Regions from separate parts of the Mus musculus genome. Here region 2 is linked to region 1. Evidence: chromatin contacts called from public HiChIP or PLAC-seq data. All regions are on one chromosome and are shown on one strand. The core of a region is the stretch at or near the end of the contact, and the rest is flanking DNA. Distances in the headings are between cores, read along the strand shown.

Region 1 (4,461 bases), core at 759-3,258:
TAGCAGGCTATTCATGAGTATCCAAAAAGTAGTAAAAAGTCATTTTTGTTTCCTCTTTAAATTATCTACTCCTAGTTATTGACATATGATTCAAATCAGTAAGTTTTCTATATAAACATAGAAAATGGTCAATTTTACAAGACTTTAGTCAGCCAAACACTAATGTATATTAATCAAGTTCCATGCAAACATCTCACAGTCTTTATAACATCAACATTTTTAAGACAATGCAAAATACAAGAAACCATGCTTTCAGGCTTAAGGCTAAACCTACTTAACTCAATATGGGCTGAAAAAAGTAGTGAGTTTGCCATTTCTGTTTTTCAGCCACCTAAAAAGAACCAAGTAGATGAATTCAGGGTTCCTTCCCTGAAAGTGCGTCAGCTTCCTTTACCCTGACTATTAATTCACCATTTGGCATGTTCCCTACATAGCTTCCTGTTTTCCTGATAATGACGTTTGTGCTGCACCAACAACACGGAACATCCGTTAAGACGGAAGCCTTCAGCTTTGGCAACCTCAAGTAACAGGTGACAGTGAAATAGAATAGGCTCAAGACCAATAATTGCCTTGTAAATAACTTGAGTCACATGATGCATGAGTAATTGATATTCACCACATATTCACTTTATAGAATGAAAGGGTTTTTTTTTTTTTCTGCATTAAAGCGGGCATCAACAACTTTACTCAAACTAAATTGGTTTCCAAATGGTCAAGTCATCCAGACTGACTGACATCTTAACATCTACCTAAATTATCTGCAAAATGCAAAGGCAATCAAACCATTGGACTCAGGCCTTTAATGCAATTACTGCCCATACAGCCAATTAAATCAAACCAAGCAAGGCGAAGTATTACTCCCCTTCAAAGGAAATACATCGATTATAACAAAAGAAAGCAGCAAGATTATTGTATAGCAATCTTTTACACTGTTCTCCAGGGAGATGGGACGATCTGCTTGAAAACATGATTTTGATATATCACATGTATCTCTCTGTATCACTAAAATCTAAAAACTATTTCTAGAATCTACTAGAAAATGATGTGTTTAATTCCTAGAATAGAATACCAAATAACCATTACCAAAATAGTTGAATCATCCAAGAATGTTTTTTTAAAAATCACAAAATTAAAATAGTCAAGAAAACATATTATCAGTTCACGTGGCTTCAACTGTTATTCCCAACTTCTATGTAGTATATCCATTAATAAAAGATAGATTTCAATTCTACCTTAGAATATTGGTTAGTATTCCTCTGACAAATTTAATTTAAATTACAATGTGATTCTAGTAGGAATTTTGGGCTCAAATACTACTCTTAATCTATAACAAGGGAGTACATGGTGGCACAGACCTTTAATCCTAGCACTCAGAAGCAGAGGAGGTTGGATCTCTGTCTCTGTAAATTCAAGGCCAGCCTGATATACATATTGAGTTCCAGGACAGCCCGGACTGTCTCAAAAACAAAAGCAAACAAACAAAAAAGATAACAAGAAAGAGTGTAGTGGGTGGTTCTATGGGTTTTATGTCAACTTGACACGACCTCTGAGTCTACAGAGAGAAAGGAGCGTCCCTTGAGGAAATGCCTCCGTAAGATCCAGCTGTAGGCATTTTCTCAATTACTGATTGATGAGGAGAACCCAGTACATTATGCCATCCCTCTGCTGTTGGTCCTGAGCTCTATAAGAAAGCAGGCTGAGCAAGCCATGGTAAACAAGTCAGAATGCTGCACCCTTCCATGGCCTCTGATCAGCTCCTACCTCCAGGTTCCTGCCCTGTTTGAGTTCCTGTCCTGACTTCCTCTGGTGATGAAACAACAACCTGGAAGTGTAAGCTGAATAAACCCTTTCCTCCCCAACCTGCTGTTTGGCCATGGAGTTTCTTTGAAGCAAGAGAAACCTAAACTAAGACAAAGGAAAAGTCCTTTAGTGTCTCCAGAAAGATGCTAAGCTCCCTGACTGCTAGTCCTCTTTACTGTGTCAGGGACTTCACTGCTAGCATGGTAAGAGGAAGGTGAGTAACCAATGACAGAGCAGGTGATAAAATCAGATACCCACAATTGTCAAAAGTCTCTGTAAACCACAAATGAAAGGAAGAACTTCATATCATAAAGAGGCCCCTACAAAAAGACAAATCTACACTAGCCTCAAACTTAATAGCAAACTACTCGCCTCCTCTGAGAAGGAGACACAGACGTCTGCCCTCCATAATGTCATTCTCCATTGTACGAGGGAGACAGAAAGACATGGGGGAAAGAGAGGCCAAAGGCTGGAAAAGAAAAGTCACACTTTATTGTTTGGAGATAATATCTGCATGTAAAATGCTTTTAGGTCTTCAGGTGCACTCCTGGAGTTAACATACAAGCTGAGCAAAGTTGAGTGGCAAAGACCTAGGGGAAAAAAATCAACGATATTTATTTACACCATCAATAATCATGAATCAAACTTCTACGAAGATCCCACTAAAAATAGTAGCACATAGGGTAAAATGTCCACCTAGTGTGTGCAGTGGCGTGGGGTTAATCCCCAGCACAGCACAAAAGTAAATAAATATAAAACGATCAAGTATAGATTTATTTATCACAAAAGGTGTGTAAGATCTTTATTCAGAAACCTATTACTGTATAAAAAGGAGAATAAGACAGAGGAATCATGTTTATAGTAAAAGACTCAATGAGAGAAAATGTCAGGAGCATTCTTTAAATAGTCCCAAATGGAACAATTTAAACGCAATTCCAAACACAATACAAGATGTCTATTGGCTAAAGGATAGATAAATAAGTTAAGAAATAATGAAAAAAATTATATAGCTATAAAAAACATTACTTTCACTGAATAAAAGAATGTATACTATATGGTTCTATTATGTAAAAGTCAAAATCATAAAAAGTAACATCTGTGTGCTGACTGACAAAAGTATTTATGATGAAAACCAAAATGGTTTAACTATGGGAAAGAATAAAAGGCAAGTGGGAAGGAACGCACAGAAGACTTCTAGGATGCTGACACTGTGTGCGGGGAGGGGTATGGGGGGGTGGTTATGTTATGTGTGGTGTGTTTTTTACTGATGGTTCTTAAATGCTTTAGCTTCCCTTGCAGTCCACTACCCACTAGAGATCGTGGAGAAAAAAGGATATAGGGTGGGAGTGGGAAGGGAAGGGGAAGCAGACCTTTTTAGAAAAGTTCTTTGGAGCAACTCCCATCTGTGTTGTCTGGAAATTGGCAGTTCAGTTCAGGTCAGCAGGCAGCAGCAGCTTGATCCACTAGCAAACACTTCACACATACACCAGACGTCCATTTTGGTAGTGTCAGGATAGCAAACACAAATCAGCAGCAATGACAATACCTAGCAGCGACAGTCATGCCTCAGCCTCAGCTTGAGTCAGCACAAGGGACCTGGAGGGGCGCCAGAAGTTCTGGGCTGTGCCTCTCTCAGGGAAACAGGGAAGACACAAGACTCGCAGGTGTTGTACAGCTAGCTCTATAAGCCAGTCAAGCTCAGCCTCCATCACTGTCTGCAGACGGGTCTTTCCTCAGCATATGCATCTGTCTCAGCTGACATCATTCTGCCAATCAGCCCAAGTCCACGGAACACACCACCAGAAGTTTTTTTATTCATTTCTCTCTTTGGAGTCCCCACAAATGCAGCTCAACTACTCAGTGTAAGACAGACCAAACAAAGATTCTCTGATCACATGTCTTTTCACGTGCTTGCTTTAGCAGAGCATCCTCTCTCCTGTGTCTGCTTCAGTGAAACGTTCCTTCACAGTCTGCCTTAGTCTTTCACACCTGTGACCACTTTAATGAAATATTCCTTCACATGTTTGCCCCAGCAAAGCACCATCCAACCAACTTCCCCAAGAACCCTTAAGTTTCCACTTCAGTGGGGTGGGTGTAATAGTGTGGTGTGTATGTTGTTACATATGGTGTGTGTGTATGTATGTGTGTGTGGTTATATGTGGTGTTTGTGTGGTATATGTGTGGTGGTATGTGTAAGTGGTGTGTGTAAGAGTGTGGTATGTGTGGTTATGTGGGGGGGGGTGTTTGTGTGTAAGTGAGTAGTATGTATGTATGCTTTGGGTGTGAGGTGAGTATGTGTGTGTGTATGATATATGTGAGGGGGGTAAGGGTAGGTGAAGGTGGAGTGTGTTGGGGTGTGGGGGGGGGTCTAAGTAGTGTGTGGTGTGTAAGCATGGGAGTAGAGAGGCCAGAGGAGAGCATCCACTGTCCTGCTCTATCAGTGTCCAACTTATTCCTTTGAGACAGGGTCTCTTGTTTTACCTGGAACTAAGCTGTGATCATAAACCTCAGTGATCTTTCTCTGTCCAACCAATCACACAAGACACTGGAGTTACAGGCACATGTGAAGTGGCACCCAACCTTTTCCTGGGTGCTGGAATCCAGACTCAGGCCCTCAGGCTTTCAAGTAAGTCCCCTACCCACTGAGCTCAACATCTTACT
Region 2 (4,461 bases), core at 1,160-3,659, 290 kb before region 1:
CAGACCCCACTGTGGCTGCGATTAGAGACTGATGATAGCGAGAGCCGGAAGGCATGCGAAAGAACAGAAACCTCACGCTCTGTCGGGAAGACTGTAAAGAGTCACACTGCTTTACAGCATGGTGGTGGATGACTGAGTTAAACACACACTGGATGGGTGACTCAGCATTCCTACCCCACAGTTAACTAAGCAGAACTAAAAGCATTGTCAAAACAAAGATCTCCCTTAAATTACATCCAAGGAGCACTATTCGTAATCACCAGATACTGCAAAAAAACCAATATTCACTATCTGGGGTGGAATACTACTCAGTAACCAACAAGGACGCAACTCTAAAACACATAAGCCAACATGTACAGACCTCAAAACACACTATACAACAGAAAACAAGAAAAACATTATATCCGTGTGGTCCCACTATAAAGCAAATATTGTAAATTCTATAGTAGCAGAGCTGACAAATACATTCTGTAACTGCTAAAAATTCTATTCAAAGCTGACGTAAAGATTGAATGGCTCATAGTCTAAGTGAGGTAGCTAGTAACTCTCTGCAATGTCAGGTATTACATAGGGTAAGATCTTGCCTCTTTTAAGGGTGAATTGATACTCTTAACAGTTTCTTACCTCAGCAGATTTTCTTAACCATACTCTGAAAAGAAAAATAGAAGGTGATGTCCATAACTGAGGACCACCGCTTTTCTTTAGGGACACTTCCGAGATTCAGGGATCCTGTTTTGGATCCTGATCTGGACAAGCTAGCTGTAAAGACAATATGTCCGAGGGACTGGAGGGATGGCTCAGTGGTGGAGAGTGCTACTGATCTTCCACAGGATCTGGATTCAATTTTCAACACACGTCAGCAGCTTTACACTGTGTGTAACTCCAGACCCAGGGGATCCAGTACCCGTTGGACTCTGTGGTCACCTGCATGCATATAATGCACACAATCTCATGCACAAGAATAAACCTTGCAAAGAAGAAGGCATATCTGAGACCAACAGGGAAGCTTATAGGCAGACTGAGAATTACCTGACGTTAAAGAATTAGCTATAAGAATGTAGGATGCATTCCTTAGAAATCACCACTGTTAGAGATACACACAGATGCATACGGAAGTATTCATAGACGATACAAGAGATGTGGTTTACACTTGCTTCAAAATACTCCAGAGAATTCTAAAAGCAAATGACAAGGAGGTTTGGGAGAAGAGACAAGAGACAAAGCTGCAGTGCAGGTGTTGCACACACAAGGAGCCTGGGCGACTTCTGCTTTCACCTGTGCTTGTTACTTTCTCTATTGCTCGTGCACTGGGGCGTGATCTCACGTTCTTGCATGTGCTTGGCAAGTGTTCTACCATAAGCTATACAGACAGCTTACTTTTTACATTTTGAGATGGGACTCAGGTTGGTCTTGAATGTACATTGTACCGGATCCTTAGCATGGACTTGTGGGTCCTTCCAGCCTCAGACTCCTGATGTAGCTGGAATATAAGCTGGTACCACTAGGCCTTGCAGTGTTTTTTTATTTTAATTTTTGATTACATGCAATATTTGGAGGGGGCACACACGTAGAGGTCAGAGGAGAACTTTTGGGGTCAGTTCTGTCCTTTTACCATGTAGAGATCAAGTATAGGGGATTAGACTTAGTGGCAAAGAACCTTTTCATCTGCTGAGCCATCTTGCTGGCTCAATGCTCTTGTTTGTAAGGAGTCCTAGGTGCTCACAGTACGTCCACCACACAGAACTGCTTGCACCGTACTTAGCGAATAACCAATGGTGAGTGCGTAAAGGAGCACACACTTGGCCACAGTTCAACTCCTGCCCCTTGTCCTAGACCAGGGCCACTCCCACATCTGTATCACCTCCTGGGCCTGGGCGATTATGGGATCTTGCAGGTCCCTCTGAACTCTGTGTGATGAACCATTAGCCACATTCACTGTCTATGCTGAGTTTCGGACACTCAGTTGCTCATTAATTCTTTCATTAAACCATATAGTTTGTTCTTTCTATGGTCAGAGTGAATTTTTATCTCCAGCTTGTATATTTATGTTTCTCAGGAAGAGATCACAACTGCCACCACTAGGAATGTCACCTCTGGAGAAGTCCACTCACTCCTCAGAAGGGAGAGGTCATGTCTATTTGTGGGGCTTGACATTGACATTCTGCTCCTGATGTTGGGGCTTCCAGATTTGTCATGAAATTCTGAAGGAGTTTGAAAGTTGTCACACATACCTGGGGACATTACCAGTGGATTATCTGGAGCAGTGTCATAATGAAGCCATGGCTCAGTTCCGAGATTGAAGTCCTAGCTGTCACTGAATTTTACTGTGCCACAGTATGGTCTTTTGCTACACAGGGTAAAACTAGTAATGACTCATAGAAGGGTGCTAGGTGGATTAATAATCATGAGATAAACAAAGTACTGATCAGCGCATCTGGGGCACAGCATACCCAGAGTTTCTGTTATAGAGATGACTATTATTGTCAACAGCCACAGTTCTGCACCAAAGATTGCCTGTAAGTCATCAATGGTACCTTTTTAATGCTAACTATGCAAAAATCATTTCACTCAAGGAGATCAATACCATAAGTTATTGTGAATGTGGCTTTCTTTCTAAGCAGGAGGCCTACGTTGGTTACAACTTGTTAATTGGAAAGCAGCCTAGTACATTTTGGGGTCAAAAATGACTGAAACTTTTCAGGAACTCTGATCAGAAAAATTCACTTTCAAGATTACTTTACTCCACTAGTTACCATGAAGGAGAACTGTGCCACAGGTTCAAGGGGGCACAGAGAACACGAATCTACATTGACTGTAGGTCTGACTCACAGCCCCCTCCTCAAAAGACATCCCTTTGGTTCTCTAAAAAGGTGTTATTGAAGTCTAAGAATTCACAAGGGAATATTACCCAGGAAGGTTTGTGAATGAAATTTTCAACCTAGAGCCAGAAGTTGCAAATAGGCTTTTAGAAAGTGAACTCCAAAGAAGAAGGAAGTTTCAATTTGAGTCAAAGTAGTGATGGTGGTTGCTCGGGGCCAGAGCTCTGAGCTGGGAACCCGGGGAGGAAGGCATGTTGCATGTGTAGCTGAGAACTGCCTGTCTCCACCATTAGCTTCACACAAGTCCTGGGTTAAGACCAATCAAAATGTGTGAGTTAGTTAAAAGGCCCAGGAGTCCCATGATAACAAGGAGGCTTGTTTTCCCCTTCTGTTTTTCCACATATTTTAGCACTCTGAACAATAGAAGGAATAGACAGGTTTTATTTCTTGCTAATAATCAACTAGTTCCTGTTGCTCTCATAGTTATTAATATTACAAATGATTATATAAAACTAAGAATCTCTCACATGAGAAGTAAATATGCCAATCCTACATAAACATTGTGAAGTACAGCTCTGGTTTAAAACAATTTCTAATACATATCATTGTGGTTCCCACCCTCAGTCACTTTACCAAGTCTGATCTCTTCAAGTACATTCATTAATATACCTAAAAGTGGGATTTGGACCCAAAAAAGTAAGTCACTTTTGAGAAACATCACAGCTTGGGGGTTACTGAATTACCTGGCAGCCAACTTTTTTGTGCCTGCTAGATTATGCCATAGGGCACCCTGCTTCTGCAGCAAGGGCATACAGCACTGTGCTCAGGGCAGAGGCAGCTGAGAGGATGGCTTTACTCTTAGTGGTATTGACTGTGACCCCATCCAGGAACTCCCCTGGGCTGTACTAGGAAGCACGCAGCTGGACAAAAGCAGCCCAGATCGGGCCCTTGTAGCGATTACAGGCTTCTGGGCTTTACTTACACCTTCAAAAGCTCTCTTGATTTCTATATTATTGGCCTCATGTACAGAAAGGATTGTTCCAATAACTAGCAGAGTTAGTCTGAAGTTGTCAAGTTTCTCTGACTTCATAAATATTAAGTTCTGCTAGAGACTGAACCCTTTGAGAAACAATATTTATATCCTTAATATAAGCTTTGGAGCTACAAATGAGAAAAGAAAGAGATACACAGAAAAGACAGGTGATGAACGAGAGAGAGAGAGAGAGAGAGAGAGGAAGAAGGAGGAGGAGAGGGAAGAAGAAAGGAGAGGAGAGGAGAGGAGAGGAGAGGAGAGGAGAGGAGAGGAGAGGAGAGGAGAGAAGTTGGGAGGGGGAAGAGATCAGAACAAGATTCGTCATTCTTAGGACCCTATGAAGCCCACTACTCGCCTGACTCCTCCACGACAACTGCAGGGAAGTAGAGCTGCCCAAGTCTCATGAGAGGACACAACACAATGGTGCACAGAGGAAATCCTTCCTTTACAAACGAGAGTGTTATAGCAACTATAATGTGTTACAGTTAACATACCCTCGTATGACAGACACATGGGACAATTACTAGCACAAACAGTGTGTGTGGGGGGCAGAGCTGCTACATCCTACTAGCTTTAAGTCACTATTAATCTGAAGTAGTCTATGCCAAT

What was found. HiChIP or PLAC-seq counts read pairs in DNA pulled down with a chosen protein or histone mark.
Region 2: a contact with region 1 is called in a CTCF HiChIP or PLAC-seq map of CD8 T cells, with 5 read pairs. The contact joins two enhancer-like sites. A contact is called at or near these places in 5 of 39 promoter capture datasets (cranial neural crest, frontonasal cranial neural crest, maxillary cranial neural crest and 2 more), 1 of 15 datasets of contacts at CTCF or cohesin (CD8 T cells), 2 of 484 Hi-C or Micro-C datasets (Sertoli cells and neural progenitor cells) and 10 of 115 datasets of contacts at active chromatin or transcription factors (CD4 single positive thymocytes, CD8 T cells, T-cell acute lymphoblastic leukemia and 6 more).

Annotation. Positions count from the first base shown.
Region 1 is chr5:31,723,653-31,728,113 of GRCm38.p6, reverse strand. All of the region lies in intron 2 of Babam2 (BRISC and BRCA1 A complex member 2), which reads right to left. Among named protein-coding and RNA genes, the nearest start is that of Babam2, 28 kb to the right of the region's middle. Within about 2 kb of position 2,008, at least 49 of the 459 cell types and tissues checked have an H3K27ac peak or open chromatin away from gene starts, as enhancers often do. A contact at or near this core is called in CD8 T cells, where this site is marked.
Region 2 is chr5:32,011,824-32,016,284 of GRCm38.p6, reverse strand. The region is part of intron 10 of Babam2 (BRISC and BRCA1 A complex member 2); the gene reads right to left. Among named protein-coding and RNA genes, the nearest start is that of Gm52770, 15 kb to the right of the region's middle. Within about 2 kb of position 2,409, at least 7 of the 459 cell types and tissues checked have an H3K27ac peak or open chromatin away from gene starts, as enhancers often do. A contact at or near this core is called in CD8 T cells, where this site is marked.